2 separate regions of the Salmo salar genome follow, and region 1 is linked to region 2. A link is a contact called in public Hi-C data. All regions are on one chromosome and are shown on one strand. The core of a region is the stretch at or near the end of the contact, and the rest is flanking DNA. Distances in the headings are between cores, read along the strand shown.

Region 1 (5,178 bases), core at 2,139-4,638, 200 kb after region 2:
GTCTCCGTAATCTAGCATTGGTAGGATGGTCATCGGAATCAGGGTTAGTTTGGCTGCTGGGGTGAAAGAGGAGCGATTACGATAGAAGAAACCAAGTCTAGATTTAAATTTAGCCTGCAGCTTTGATATGTGCTGAGAGAAGGACAGTGTACCGTCTAGCCACCCTCCCAAGTACTTGTATGATGTGATTACCTGAAGCTCTAAACCCTCAGAGGTAGTAATCACACCTGTGGGGAGAGGGGCATTCTTCTTACCAAACCACAAGACCTTTGTTTTGGAGATGTTCAGAACAAGGTTAAGGCAGACAAACTTGTTGGACACTAAAAAAGCTTTGTTGTAGAGCGTTTAACACAATCCAGGGAGCGGCCAGCAGAGTATAAAACTGGATCATCTGCATATAAATAGATCCTACTGCCTGAGCTATGTTGTTGAAACGTTTTTATATATATCTGCGTCTTAGTGTGACCGGTGTGAAATGGATAGCTAGTTAGCAGGGTGTGAGCTAATAGAGTTTCAATCGTTGACGTCACTGAAGTAGTTGTTTCTCTTGCTCTGTAAGGGCTGCGGTTTTTGTGGAGTGATGGGTAATGATGCTTCATGGGAGGCAGTTGTTGATGTGTGCAGAGGGTCCCTGGTTCGAGCCCAGGTAGGGGCGTGGAGACGGACGGAATCAACACTGCTACTTCAGCATTATTCTGTTACCAGGAAATTGCCTATTTGCAGAATAAACAAATGTAAACTAAAAAGACATTCTAAATAATTTTATTCGTAAAACATTTTTTTAAATTCACATACAGTTGAATTACGGTTTTGTTGTGTATAACCATAAAATTAACATAGGATAGGAATAAAGATTCCTACTGTGAGACATTACAGAAAATTGTCTTGAACAAATGGATATTCGATTTGAAAGTGAAAAGAAAAGTGCCCCAAACCACATCACAATTCTCTATTCTCCTAAGTGCTTATGATAAGTGAGTAAAAACTGAAAGTAACATCTTTATGCAAATGAAGCATGTACCAATCCACTCCAGGTTGCAATCCCAAATGCTCACAACAACACAACATACTAGCCCCTTTGAGTGTTTCTTAATCAAACTTATCTACAGACATATTCACTTGTCAGATGCACTCTACCAGGACAATTAGCAAAGGCTCCTTGTACTCACAAAGTTGTACAGAGTCAAAGTATAAAATCAGTAGTTTATCTGTGTCCATGTTGATACCAGTGCAGCAGTGTACGATTTTCTCCTTTTAGTCCCTTTTTGCCAACACACACTGAAGAGACGTTGTTGTTGTTGGTAGTGCAGTTATAGACCCAGGTTGGGGATGGGTACAGCATTACTGGGACAGGAAGTCTGAAGGGAAAGGCTGCAGTTTTTACCAACCAGTGGGGCAACTCCTATAGCCGGGCTGTGTTGCTGTAGAATGGGCCAGAATGTGGGCGTGAAATGTAGGCCAGCTGATAACATCCCTAAAGCCTGATGATGTGGAAGGTGGTACCGCTCTCCACCCACAAAGGGAAAAACGGGAGGAGAATGTAATCTTGAGTGGTTCTGAGATACAATGGAGTCTCCAGGACAAGAAATGGTGGGAGCATCACTGACTTCCCAGAGAGGAGCTATTTCACTTTGTGTTTTTGAATCCTTGGTACTCCTCTCTTCCCCTCCTGCCTTGGTTTGATGTGGTTCCTCCAGGCTTTGCTCTCTGGGAAGAGGGGAGCATCTCTGTCCCTTACGGAGCTTTGCTCTTCTGTTCTTAAACCACACCTGGAGAGCATATAATTGAGTTATTGGTGAAGGGTTGACGTATTTATAACAGTAATATTGATCAAAAGTTTAAAAAGGTAATAGCACCACAGCTGTTATATATATCACAAGAATAAAGTTACTAAAAGCAGCAGTTCAAATAAATATCATGAATGAAAGCATGCGCACAGGCTGGTCCTCTTTGAAGAGCGACCTTTACTGACCTGAATGCGAGCCTCAGGCAGATTGATGCAGACAGCCAGTCTCTCTCTCATACCTACATCAGGGTACTGGGTCTGCTGGAAGGCTTTCTCTAGAGCCTGTAACTGAGACACAGTGAAGGCTGTGCGGCTCCGACGCTGCTTCTGCTGATTCCCATAACGGGCCTCCAGTATCAACTCTGTGGGGACAGAAGACAAGCCACAACAAGATTAGAGGTGGTGAAACATTAGGAGGGCATGTGAGATATCAGGCTACACTGAAAATACCAGCATGGCAATTAACAATTTCAACAACTTTTTCAGGTGGGAAACGGATCTTTTGACAATAGAATACCAGTTTAGCTGCAATGCTTTTGAATGGCAAATTATTTAATTTTAAATATAACCTTTATTTAACTAGGCAAGTCAGTCAAGAACACATTCTTATTTACAATGACGGTCTACACTGGCCAAACCCTCGACGACGCTGGGCCAATTGTGCGCAGCTCTATGGGACTCCCATAGGGCTGCGCACTGTGATACAGCCTGGATATGAACCAGGGTGTCTGTAGTGACGCCTCTAGCACTGAGCTGCAGTGCCTGCGGGGGATCCGACAGTGGCAACGCTACTCGGGAGCCCTAAAATTATAACACTCTTTATTTTTCCACCTGCATTTGTTTGATTGCATGCATCGATTACAGACACAGTCATAAATGACAGTAGTCTTTTCTAAATACCTGCAAGTCTTTCAGCAACAGAGAACGTGTGAACCGAGGAGGGATTGGCTGATGGATAAACCGGGTACTGGTCTGCCATCTGGTGGTGGGGGTTGAAAAATACGGAGTTGACGCTGTGCAGAGGATAGAGTCCGTTGCCACTGTCGGATCCCCCGCAGAAATTTAAGGCATTCATAGCGGACCTAAAGGGTAAAACTGTTTAAGTTATATGGGACTTACACCATACTAACTAGGCATACAATGGAAAAAAAAAAGTATATAGCCTATAGCTTACTGTACAATGTATGTAGGACGCTTGCACTGTGCAATTTGTATTTAGGCTACAGTCTTAACTCACTTAAATAAAAACAGAACAAATGGTAAACATAAGCAACTTTCTTGATCATTAAAAGTAATTGAAAGTAATTATTCTTTACGCATAAACCATTGCCACTTTACTTCAGTTGGCTACCAACATCCAGAAAACAATTTCCAAAACAAAGATCAGACAAAAAAAGTATAACTTCTGCAGTATTCTTTATTTTACCTGAGAAGCACACAAAACAGCAGAAATGAACCTATTCTCGTGAGCTTTCAGAAGTCCAAGTATACAGTCCAATAGTTCGAAATGCAGGCCTTATCCTCCTACGCCGCTACCCTTTGTCATGGCATGGATCTAATTATCTGAAGACCATTCTCACCCACGACTATTTAAAGAACCATTTACTCCAGCTCCCCTCAACCATTAGCCAATAGAAAGAAAGGTATTACCCTGGATTAGGTGGGATGAGGGAAAAGAGGGGGTCCAAGGGCTCAAGTTTTTTAAACTATTGAATTTGGGGAGATTTACACAAAGGATCCCTCCTCAATAAACGAGCGTTTCATTCCCTCCTGTTAAAACAATTAAAACAATGTGGTCTGCTAATCTCAGTGGAGGGCCAGATTCAAATAAGATCCGTTGATTGTTCCCTGTTCTCAGCCTCCTTTCTCTTAAACTCCCTGCTTTGTCAATCTCCACTTGGATGGGGTTTGCTTTGCAGTTTGTTTTGCTAACAGGCTACATATTTTGCCCATAAACTGTCAGCCTGTGAAATACAATTTGGACATTGGCCATTGAGACCAATTTCCTAAGGTTCAACTGAGCCAGATTCAAGATCTCCTGAAAGAGAACTATTATCCCACTAAAATAAGGAAAATAATGATAAAACACAACATGCAAATGGTTTTTCCTAATTTGCAAATAGGTTAGGTGGAGTGTGTTTTTCAGTAGCACTTGCATAAAACTCTACTTTTTTTCACAAATGCAGTAAACATGACATTACACTTTGTGAAAGTAGGCTGCTGCCCTGCACACCCTGAGAAACGTTCAGAACTTCAGTGTCCATGACTAAATCATGCTCTAAGCCAATGGTGTGTACAATATATTGTCATGTAAAGTAGTACGTTGGAATTAAATGTGTATCGGAATAAAAATATGATATCCAAATGTTACTATTGGTGCAATGAAATCTGTATCTTGTGGAATGAAAATATGAAAACCCAATTACTAGTATGGATATCACAGTCCATCTAACAAAATCTATTTCTCCTCGCCCCAAAGTCCTGGCACACCTGTGCATTGTGACACATTTCAAATTGTAGCACTCCAATAAGATCATCTCCAATAACCCAGCTCTAGCTTTAGGCTGAAGGGTTTAGACATGTAAATTCCACTAAGGCCTTAGCGGAGGTGCGAAGGGTGGAAAGGCAAAGCATTCAGTGACAGATTATGCTTCCCACGAGTATCAGTTGTGTCCCAGAGTAAAACACACACCAAGTACACCAGCCATACAGTCAGGAGAGGAGGGGCCATTACCACAACTGGAGCGAAAACCAGCCACCTCAATGTTTTTAACAGCCCTCCGTGTCCTCATCTTCCATTTGTTACTGAAACGTTCATTCTTCCCTGTTACTCTGAAACTCAAGGCAAAAGTCTGGCTGGTTGATAAATTAAGATGTTTTAATTTTTGCCCTCGATTCCGCTATTTCTGTAGGAATCTAATTGCCTAATACCATGACTAAAGGTCAAATCAAATCAAATGTTACTGGTCACATAGGCGTGATTAGCAGATGTTATTGTGGGTGTAGCAAATATATTTCTTAGACCTCTTGGGTGGTTCCCTCACTATCAGGCATATTTCTGTTCAAATGTCTGCTGCATTCTATCAGTGACCCACACAGTCAGTCTCAGGGGTCTCACAATCCCATGACTTTTACACTCACCACCATATGTATTTGTACAGTGAAGCTACATTTTTTAATTTGGCTCTATACCCCAGCATTTTGGATTTGAGATCAAATGTTTAATATTAGGTGACAGTAAACCTTTTATTTTGAGAGTATATTTTCATATATTTGTTTTATGTTTAGAAATGAAAGCACTTCATGTATCTAGTCCCCCATTTGAATAATGACTTTATAAAGCTTGTGACTACAAACTCGTTCAACACTTGTTGGATACATTATATATATAT
Region 2 (5,535 bases), core at 2,205-4,704:
GCTACATTGTGGTGCCATGCGCTCGTCCTTTGTGACTGCCTGGCTGCAGTCGCACTGCAGCAGGGGGAATTTCAATGACTCTGCAGAAACTTGGCCGAGCAGAGCCCAGCGTGGCTGCTGCTGGGGGCACTTCTGATACAAGTAAATGTCTATCCTCTCCTCTCTCCCTGTGCCAGACTTGTGCACTCTGCCAACATCAGCATCACTGCCAGAGACCTACTGGAATCTCCTTCAGGTTCATTCCTCTAGTGCGCCTACCCCCACCCCTTCCCTCCATCCCTTCACCCCTTTCAAGTCGATACAGAAACAGTATGACAGCTTCATTGAGCAACCTGGCTTGTAATGCCGGCCTATTTAAAGCAGGGAGGAGGGGTCATTTGCATGTGGTGCAGTGGCAGGTCCTCTCAGGTCTGTGTCACATATTGGTAATGAGTGTAACCATGTCTGAGGAGCTGGTCTGGTCCCAGGATCAGCAGGGCTAGCAGGCTGAGTCTAAACAGAGCAGGAAGACTGAAGGCTTATTTTCCTCTATGTGACGGGGGATTCACCACTACTGTACTACCAGACAGCCAACACATTGAATAACGGTAAAAATCTAAGAAGTTGGCTAAAACACATATAGTTACTACAATGATTTTATGGCTACAGATCTATTGAATTATTGCCACCTTCAGGGAGTGTTAATCAATCTGAGAGTCACGCAGGGCTGTGGTGACTCCATTCTGCAGTCTGGAGCAGAGGGGAGGGGGAGTAGCAGCTACGTGAGGGAAACCTGCCGCTCTCTCAGGTTATGTCACCTACAGTAGAGTATCCCCAGTCCACTAGTAAAGACCACGGTGGGGGACAATATGGGAATGAAATGGCATTTCATACAGTCTACAGGCCATTTGAGACAGGGTGACGACATAGGAAACAGGAAGCATGAAGGAATTAAATATCAAACAAACGATTAGGTGAATCTATAATAGCTGCTGCCTCGGTAAAAGCTAATGGTGATCCACATAAATAAATAAACAAATGAATTTAAACAACAGATGGAAATAACACAGTTCTCTTAATAAACCACACCCTCTGAGTGAGTGAACTTTAATTAACATTACCTCAAACTTAAGGTCTTGCCATGAAATCATGGTCCAAAGACGACAGGTTCTGCTAGATGAACACATAAAACATGGTGAATAGGAAGCCAACTTTCTCTACTGGGTTCCTATCTAGTATCAGTAATGAGTAGGGGGCAGAAGTTTTACTGACCAAATGACCTGACCAGGACAAACTCGGGGCCCTAGTTAGAGTTGTTAGATGGGCTGGACTCACTGGGCTGGGCTGCTGGTTGGACGGGTCACAGGCCAGGGAGACCAGGTCCTTCAGCGGGTCTTGGGAGCTGAGGTGTGGCGGGTAGCGGATGGCGGTGTGGGGGAAGTAGGAGGTGGACTGGGGCAGGATGGAGGTGGTGGGGAAGTGCAAAGACGAGGAAGGGTGCGGACTCCGAGAGATCCCTGCACAGAGAGAGAAAGAGAGAGAGGGAGAAAAGAGAGGAAGAAAGACAGAGAGAAAGAAAGAAAGACAGAGAGAGAAAGAGAGAGAATGTGTACATAAATGTACTTTTTCATGGTCCACAATGATGATACGCTTGAGATAAGATAAGTGACATTGAAGATGTGTGCTTTTGCAAAAACAATGAAATTACTCAATCTTTCCGACTCTCCTTTGGTACAGTATCTGTTGCGTGAGCTTATGACATTTTGTATGGCAACTATTATTTATCAGGACCACGCATTAACATAGCCAATTCGTTTTAACAGCAGCTTTAATTGTTCATGCATCATCCAGCAGACGTTTGGCTGGAGAACTCTACCTGCTCATAGATTACTCTTCATTGTCTCCACAAACAATTACCTGTCAGAAAGTGTTAACGGGCAGTTCAATAAAAAAAACAAAATAATGCATTGTCTAAAAGGAAGCGTGTCTTGTTTAAAGCATAATGCCTGCAGTCAGTACCTACACCAGGATGACCTCAACAGGTACAGACATAAAAAAAATGGCAAACTTTTAGATAATATCTTAACTATGAAGAAGGGTCGATTTTCTGACGTATGAAACATGTCTTTTCTGACGTATGAAACAAGTCTTTTCTGACGTATGAAACATGTCTTTTCTGACATACGAAACAAGTCTTTTCTGACGTACGAAACATGTCTTTTCTGACGTATGAAACGTCTTTTCTGACATATGAAACAAGTCTTTTCTGACGTATGAAACATGTATTTTCTGACATATGAAACATGTCTTTTCTGACGTATGAAACAAGTCTTTTCTGACGTATGAAACATGTCTTTTCTGACGTACGAAACATGTCTTTCTGACGTATGAAACAAGTCTTTTCTGACGTATGAAACATGTCTTTTCTGACGTACGAAACATGTCTTTTCTGACGTATGAAACATGTCTTTTCTGACGTATGAAACATGTCTTTTCTGACATACGAAACGTCTTTTCTGACGTACGAAACATGTCTTTTCTGACGTACGAAACATGTCTTTTCTGACGTATGAAACATGTCTTTTCTGACATACGAAACGTCTTTTCTGACGTACGAAACATGTCTTTTCTGACGTATGAAACGTCTTTTCTGACGCTGACGATGAAACAAGTCTTTTCTGACGTACGAAACATGTCTTTTCTGACGTATGAAACATGTCTTTTCTGACGTATGAAACATGTCTTTTCTGACGTACGAAACATGTCTTTCTGACGTATGAAACAAGTCTTTTCTGACGTACGAAACATGTCTTTTCTGACGTATGAAACATGTCTTTTCTGACGTATGAAACATGTCTTTTCTGACATATGAAACAAGTCTTTTCTGACGTACGAAACATGTATTTTCTGACGTATGAAACATGTCTTTTCTGACGTACGAAACATGTCTTTTCTGACGTACGAAACATGTCTTTTCTGACGTATGAAACATGTCTTTTCTGACGTACGAAACATGCATTCTCTCTTTTCCGACTGCATTCTTCACACAACTCACATCCTAGGAGAAGTACGCGCCTCAGGCTTGGTAGATTGTGGCAACAGTGACAAGATGTCTCCTGTAAATGTGTGTGGGTGGGTGACATGCGTAAGACTGTGTGTACTGACCACTGTGCACTGCGATGACGGGCCGGTGGTGCTGTGTGAAGCCGAGACGTGGGGAGCTCTCCTGAGGAGACGGGCTGTCCATCTCTGTCTTCTTTACTCCAGGGGACATGCCTGGACACAGAGACAGAGATACACAGAGGGTGTTACTGATGCCACTAGGACTCCCATAATGATAATGACTGTCTGGTGGAGGATGTTGAAAAGACCCTACATTTCATTGTCAAGTTCAATCTGCTACTACACGGCTGTTGTAATGGCAGGAGCTCACCACAGGGTGGCAGGGTGCATTGAGATGACCCAGTCGGTCACTATCAGCTCTGCAGTACGATGCAGTAAAGCACATACGCTCCAAACGAACTTCCTCATTGAGACGAAACAATAGGATCAGAAACAAGATTATGTTTTGGTCAGATCTACCTCAAATCGGGTTCGCCTAGGTAGATCACTCACATTCCCAAGAGGCCTGCAGTGCCTGATACCAGAGTTGCTTACATGTGCTAAACGAATGTGTGTCTCTGTTGCAGTGATATTACTGTCCTCCGTGTTTCGTTTGCTATCGCACACTTGTTGATAACAGAATGTGTGCTAGGAACACTTTCTCCACCCAGCTTCGGGCCTGTTTTAGATCAGAGTCTTAAGATTGCACAGCCCTTTCTTTGTTTCCTTCTTTGGAGTTGCAGAGCAGACAGTGTACATGTTGTTGCTGTGATACTGTGCAGTGGAAGAAACAGTCTGTCAGCCATGGAGTGATGACTTTGAGGTTTCTCTCTCACACATTATACAGTTATGCCCTTCTAACTCTCTAATCATTTTCTAAGAAAGAGATGGAGAGAGAGAGCAAGGAGAGAGTGTGAGAGAGAGAAAGAGAGGGTGAGGGAGAAAAACAAAAAGAGAGAGAGGCTTATCTGACTGCTTCCTCTTCCCCTGTTCTGCCCCAGCCATCCGCCCCTAGCCCTCTGTCTCAGAGCAGAGTGAGCAAATCACATCTTTTCGGGAATGTCAGAGGGCAGGGGTGCAGATGAGGTTCAACAAGAGACTTGCTCAGAGGATAAACACGCACGTCCGGCTTAGTGCTGGGGGCAAGGCAGGGGCAGCCATTACAGCACTGATGTTAATTACCTGATCACACTAATCTGACTGATCTCTCAGCTCAGTCTCCAACCCACACATCTACCTACTGTATTTGACACATTACATTTACATTACAATATCTTGAAAATGTATATATTTTTTAAGAAAGTCTACAGAGTGATGGTTGGTAGTGCTGCTGTCCAGAGCCACAGCTCTACAGGAGGCCAGGCTTTACCTTCCCAATCCAATCCCCACAGTACAGACTGACGCAAGCTTCCCCTGGCCTCCTCTACCTGGGAGAAGGTGCACAAACATTCCCCTCTTAACCAGTATCCCCCCCACCATCTCAGAGAAATCAGATGGGGTTGTTAAATAAGAATTTGGGGGGTGTTCAGTTTGTCCTGTTACACACAAGTGTGCAATGGAAATGTTTTTTTTTCTTCGTATCCCAATTCCCCCGAGACACCTGCAGGGAGTGGGGTCACAGCCAGGGTCACCATTGTGCAGTGCCCCTGAAGCAATTAGGGTTAAATGCCTTGTTCAAGGGCACAGCAACAGATGTTTTTCACCTTATCACCTCCGGTATTTGAACCAGCAACCTTTCGGCTACTGGCCCAATGCTCTAACCTCGAGGCTACCAGCCACCCATAAAGAGAAGCTTGTTAGGGCTGTCTAGACAGGAAGAGAGAGAGCAGGACATGAGCAGGGCTGGACCAGACTCCTACAGGGCCTGTGATGGGGTCGGGGCTGGGAGGGAGGGGCCGGTTCTGCTCTTCTGACCTCCACAGCTCTGGTTACAGCATCAGCAGCCTGGAGTGCTCCTGGGGCCAGGGGCCCAGCCGGGGCCACTCTGGCTAACAGCACCACAAAGCCCCGGACACACCACTAGGCCCCTTAACAGGCCACTGGACACTATTAGTGTAGTGTGGAGAGTCCACCACAATTAAACAGCATCACCTCGCAGCATTATTATATGGGAGGCCTATAAACTCCCCTAATAGCACAAACACACAGTGTGTTAAAATGTTTCATGTGTGTGTGTTAAATATTCAGGTAAAGATGGGGATCCTCTTCCCCCTTTCTGCTGCTAACCCATGGAGAACCACCTCATGGCTCATACCAACGATGCTCCCGCACGTGTAGTGCACTTACCAGGCAGGCCCCACTCCCTCAGCACACCTACCTGACTACTTGCACTGCTCTTACCCACACTCACACACTCAACCACTGGAGCACACTGTGCATGCTGTAACCTACTCCTCCTCTTTTAACCAGAACCAGGTCAGTGCTGGTGGGGGAGGACGGCCATACTGTACCATA

What was found. Hi-C and Micro-C count contacts between places; a contact is called where the count stands out from the background.
Region 1: a contact with region 2 is called in a Hi-C map of blood, with 5 times the contacts expected there. The contact joins the promoter of dmbx2 here to the enhancer-like site in region 2. A contact is called at or near these places in 2 of 3 Hi-C or Micro-C datasets (blood and gill).

The regions. Positions count from the first base shown.
Region 1 is chrssa23:29,691,369-29,696,546 of Ssal_v3.1, forward strand. dmbx2 (diencephalon/mesencephalon homeobox 2) reads right to left here and starts at 3,389. Exons shown (of 4, transcript XM_014169593.2): 1 at 3,213-3,389; 2 at 2,687-2,868; 3 at 1,973-2,148; 4 at 747-1,769. The coding sequence starts at 2,861. The coding sequence ends at 1,311.
Region 2 is chrssa23:29,486,342-29,491,876 of Ssal_v3.1, forward strand. It overlaps LOC106584361 (nuclear factor 1 C-type), which reads right to left. Exons shown (of 11, transcript XM_014169587.2): 7 at 3,145-3,255; 8 at 1,252-1,496. Among protein-coding and RNA genes, the nearest start is that of LOC106584360, 64 kb to the left of the region's middle. Within about 2 kb of position 3,455, at least 2 of the 13 cell types and tissues checked have an H3K27ac peak or open chromatin away from gene starts, as enhancers often do.